Linked DNA regions of Triticum aestivum: region 2 is linked to region 1. A link is a contact called in public Hi-C data. All regions are on one chromosome and are shown on one strand. Each heading gives the region's core, a stretch centred on a gene start, on an enhancer-like site or on the middle of the called end of the contact. The rest is flanking DNA. Distances are from core to core; before and after follow the strand shown.

The links. Hi-C and Micro-C count contacts between places; a contact is called where the count stands out from the background.
Region 2: a contact with region 1 is called in a Hi-C map of leaf, with 6 times the contacts expected there. The contact joins the promoter of LOC123119272 here to the promoter of LOC123119271 in region 1. A contact is called at or near these places in 3 of 5 Hi-C or Micro-C datasets (leaf and an unstated tissue) and 1 of 1 datasets of contacts at active chromatin or transcription factors (leaf).

The regions. Positions count from the first base shown.
Region 1 is chr5D:36,821,887-36,824,586 of IWGSC CS RefSeq v2.1, reverse strand. It overlaps LOC123119271 (protein IQ-DOMAIN 5), which reads right to left and starts at 1,292. Exons shown (of 7, transcript XM_044539001.1): 1 at 1,080-1,292; 2 at 1-90. The coding sequence starts at 45.
Region 2 is chr5D:37,088,144-37,090,843 of IWGSC CS RefSeq v2.1, reverse strand. LOC123119272 (glycosyltransferase BC10) reads right to left here and starts at 1,262. Exons shown (of 2, transcript XM_044539002.1): 1 at 1-1,262. The coding sequence starts at 840.

The DNA.
Region 1 (2,700 bases), core at 43-2,542:
TTTTATCCCAACAAGTGATTTGATCCACTTGGATGAAATGCCCATGGTAGCTCCTTTTTCCCTCCTAGTGAAGTAGTGATCAGCTAACACCTGCACATCATAACATCATTGTCAAATGATAAGTCCCACCTAATTGAGCAATACAGCGACAGTTGTGGAGAAAGTACATCACCCATATGAATAATTAGAGCAACTTAAGGCAACACTAGTGTTGAAAATGTCATTATGAAAGAAAAGAAAAAGAAGTAACAACAACACTGACTTGTCAAATTTGTTGGCTATTTACAGCTAAACTAACAAACAAACTGATCTGTCACCCAGCAAACAGGGGCATCTAGTAGTAATGTAATGCACATTTGAACTATTTAATCGCTACAGAATTCCACGCATTCCCCCCTGAACATATAAACAGATGAAGTAAAAGTCATGCAGCAAGAACAGTTTCGGTGACACTCCTCGCAGGCTCGTGCTGAAGAAAGCAACTTTGCTGAACATAAGCATCGATTAGGTCCAAAATTCCACATTTTGCCATACCCAATAGCTTACGAGTAGATTGGAAAACAGCATAACCCCATGGCACTACGCAAGCAAGTAAAACTGTAGAAAGTGCACAGGAATCAGCAGCCGACACGACGAACAGGAAAAAGGAGGATAAAGTTGCGGCCGACACCTAGAGTTACTGTAAAACTTCAGCACTAAACACAGAAAACCGCACCCGGGGGCCTCCCGTGAAGAACGCCTACAGAATGCGAGCAAATTCCCACGGGAGCAACTCTAGGCGCTCACTGCGCAGAATGTGAGCAGAAATCCCACGGAAGGAACCCTAGCAGGGGGGGAGTTGAATTCTACAGCAGCCCAACCCCAAAGACACCAAAAAATCCCGGCCGAAATGCGAGCAAAGCACACGGATTGGGTCACAGGGCGGCGTTGCCAGAACCGCAGCAGCAACCGTCCCAGCAAAAATCGAACTGGCTCCCCAAAAGGTCCTACAAAATCCTATGCACGCCAAGCAGCAGAGACCTAGAGACAGCATCCATTATCGAGAGGAGGGAGGGAGGGAGGGAGAAGAGGAGCTCGACCTGGGCAGCGCGGAGGAGGGAGGGAAGGAGAGAGGGCGGAACCACCACCGACGAGCGAGCGAGCGAGCAGTCCTCCGGTCGCCCTCCGCTCTCTCCGCTCGGGGTAGGATTTCTCTGTGCCAACTTCCCCTTTTCCGAACCTTTTTTTTTCTTGCTATCTTGTCTGCTGTGCGTTTCCTATTCTATTCGCTTCCTTTGGTTTGGATTATTGTTCCCGAGAATTTCTTTTGGATGGGTACAGTCCAAAGTTGTTGCGGTTGCCACTTGGCGGTTGGCAGTATGTGCATTCCTTTTTTGCGTAGGTCCTTGTGATTCTTCATTTTTGCGTAGGTCCTTGTGATTCTTCATTTTTGCGTGGGAGGTACTACCTTTGTTTGCATTTGCATACAAACCAAACCAAACAAGAGATGGAAGAAAATACTCTTTGAAAACAGGCTCTCGCCCGGTTTGTAAATAAAGTCAAACGGCCGAATCAATGTAGGTTGACGAAAAAGACTAATATTATCATGCTTATATACTCTAAGCATATCAAGGGATTCCTTTTACAAAGCATGTTAAAGATAAACACATGGTGACAGGAGTAGCCACACCGAGTGCTGGAGCGTGACCAAAATAAGATAGGAGGCCAACTCCATATCAGAACACGGAATGTGCATGAAAAAGGCACTAAGTCATAGATTTGATATACCAATGGACAGATAGATGACTATATCGGCAGTTTTCCATTGCCACCTAAATAAAAAAGAAGCATACTTCATCAAAACATTCAATCACTTAACGAATAGGGTCGACATCTAAGTTACTAGAACATCACAATTCATCCCATGACATTCAAATTAGGACATACTGAAATTGGTGCTCACACTATTAGAAATAGGACCTCGATGTGCTGGACATGTCCAAACAAAACCAGGAGACTACTAGAAAAGGCATTGATACGCCTCAAATGTATCTATTATTTTCTATTGTTTCATGCTATTATTGTTGGGGAATGTAGTAATTTCAAAAAAATCCTACGCACACGCAAGATCATGGTGATGCATAGCAACGAGAGGGGAGAGTGTTGTCTACGTACCCTCGTAGACCGTAAGCGGAAGCGTTATGACAACGCGGTTGATGTAGTCGTACGTCTTCACGATCGACCGATCCTAGCACCGAAGTTACGACACCTCTGCGATCTGCACACGTTCGGCTCGGTGACGTCCCACGAACTCATGATCCAACAGAGTGTCGAGGGAGAGCTTCGTCAGCACGACGGCGTGATGATGAAGCTACCGGCCAGGGCTTCACCTAAGCACTGCAACGATATGACCGAGGTGGATTATGGTGGAGGGGGGCACCGCACGCGGCTAAGAGATCAATGATTAACTTGTGTCTATGGGGTGCCCCCCTCCCCCGTATATAAAGGAGTGGAGGAGGGGGAGAGGGCCGGCCTCCTAGGCGCACCCCAAGGGGAGTCCTACTCCCACCGGGAGTAGGATTCCCCCCTTCCCTAGTTGGACTAGGAGTGGGAGGAAGGGGGAGCAAGGAGGAAGGAAAGGGGGGCACCCAATTCGGATTGGGCTGGGGGGGGGGGCGCCCCCTCCTATGCTCCCTTCTTCTCTCTCCCACTATGGCCCAA
Region 2 (2,700 bases), core at 13-2,512, 270 kb before region 1:
CTCCTCCGGGTAGCACGAGTCCTTCTCCTTGACGAGGCACGGCGCCTTGAACTTGTTCCAGAGCCGCCTGTCCCTGACCACCATGACGGCGTGCCTCCTGGCGAGCACGAAGAACTGGGAGCCGACGCGGAAGCGGTCGAAGGGCACCTCCGGGAGCATCACGTTGTCGCCGCGCGCGTAGTAGCGGGCGTGCAGCGTGGGCTCGCTGTCCAGGATCTCGATGAAGCTGCGGTGGCGGCGGTGGCGGCCGGCATTGTTGTCGGTGAGGAGGGTGCGGTAGAGGGCGGGGAACGGGAGGAGCGGGACGCAGGACTGGGAGAGCAGCGCGAAGAATTGGTTGGCCGGGTCGTCGAGCAGCGCGGTGGCGAGGAGGCGGCGCGCGGCGGAGATGAGCGTGGCGGAGGCGCGCGCCGTGGCCTTGCCCCGGATGATGCGGCCGCGGAAGGAGGGGGTCGGCGGCAGCGTGAGGTTGGCGGCGGGGTCGGCGTGGACGTAGAGGTTGAGGAGGCCGTGGTGCCCCGCGAAGAACTTCTCCCAGAGCGGCGCGAAGACGAGGTCGGAGTTGGTGAGGAAGAGGAAGGCCACCTTGGGCCGCGCCTGCGGGCGGCGGCCGAAGACGCCGAAGGAGGAGGGCGCCGCGCCGGAGCCGGAGCCGGAGCCGGCGGCGGGCGCGGCCGAGAGGAGCACGGCGCGGCGGAAGAGCGCGAGGTCCTCCGTCTCGTCGGCGTCCGGGATGGCCGGGAGCGTCTTGGGCATCAGCAGGCGCGGCGCCAGGTAGTACACCGCCGGCATGGACAGCAGCAGCAGGAACGACAGCACGTACGGCGACGCGTACGCCATGCCCGGCAGCGGCGCTCCGGCGAAAACGCGCGCTGGAGAAACCGAAAAGGAAATCCCGGATCTTGGCGCCGGGGAAGAAGGCCAAGACGAGGATCACAGGGAGATCCTGCTGCTCAGGACGGGCCGGACGGATCTCGCGGGCAAGGACGAGCACCCCCCGGGCATGGATCGAGCAGGGAGGAAAGATTTCACCAGCCGAGAGCGCTCGCGCACCTGGAGGATCAAACGGCAGGCGGGCGGGAAGGACAGAGGCGAGCTCCGGTTCCGTGGCGCCAAATCTGCTGCTGGTGGTGCTCGGATCGGATCTCGCGGTTCTGGCGGGACTGGGCTGCTCTTGATGGTGGCGGTGTTTGGAGGGTGGAGATGTTGGTTTTTGGAGGGAGAAGAGGGGGGAGGTTGGGGGGGAAGAGAGGAGTGAGGTGAGGTGAGGTGTTGTGCTCTGCTGCTTTTGTGGGACTCTGCTCTGCTCTCATCTGCTCCACTCTGCAGCCTGTCCTAATCCCACCATCCATTAATTTGAATAATAAATGTAGGTACAATTACCTTCGTTCATGACGTGCAATCGAACGTACTAGTACTAATCTCCTTCGATTATAATAACTCTGTCCAAATTGAACCCGCAACAATGTCTTATACACGTTTTTTGACACTATTCACATTGTGGGACGGAAGGAGTACTTTTTTTAATATTTGAGATTTGAATTCATATACTACTCCCCATTTTTATACCCTAGTTGTCCAACATAACCTGTGGCGATTTATTACTTGCTGAATTGCAAGGAGCGGGTGCCAAAATGTAATTCATACTTTTTTGCAGCTCTTCCAATCGATGGATGGATAAATTAACGTATGTCGCCAAACCCTTATTGAATAGGCTACGCCGCGTCGACACCATGATTTGGTTGTGGTTTCTAAACCAGATGACCTTTCTTTTTGTGGTGATCCCTATATTTGACCTCTAAATTTATGGTTTGTCCTTTTCGGCGACCCTATTATTGGTTTGGAATGGCAGAGATTAAATCTAACGCAAAAGGCATACATGCTATGGGTCGGTAAGTAAATGCAAATTCTGTAGAAACACAAAATTCAATTTCCTCGCGTTGCTTTGTCGTTGGATTTGCACTGAGCTTGCACCCAGGGGCAAAATGCATGCAATTTGACCCCACTCCATGATTAGATCGGAAAATCTGAAGTTGACGCAAATTGTCAATGTTATGTCTACTCAAAGACCTGTTTAGAAGAAGAACAAAATTGTTTAGAAATTTCATGCTCAGCGTCATGTTAAAAGGTGCAGGCTATGGTTATTTTTAATAGCAGTGGCTCAAAAGAAACAGTTGTAGTCTAGTACATCCAAAATATAAGTCACTCAATTTTAATATCAAGATACTACACCCTGTAGCTCACCAAAAAGGGACAATTTGAACATTAACATAGCTCTAAAATATTACTGCAACCACTAGTTTTTTTTATCCTAGTATATGTACAACAGCCGGTAAAATTTGTAATATTCTAAGGGGTCCTATGATTCAAAAGTTTTTCATAGGAATTTTAGATATTAGAGTCCTTCGGATTTTTTTCCCTGTGTTAGTTGTTTGTTTCATAGGATTAAATCCTATAAGAATTTCTCCTAAGGATTTCTTTGTACTACTTCTCATGGGATTTCTAGCACTCGCTTAAACCTCTTTAAAAGAATCATTTGTTTTTCCTGTGATGCAATCAAATAATCCAAAATCCTATAGGATCGAGATTCCAATCCTATGTTTTTGTTTCTATTCCCGTGTTTTTAGAATCATGCGAAACAAAGAGGCCCTAAAAGTACTTCTTGAGACCAAATATATGCACATGATTTTCAAGTTCTCA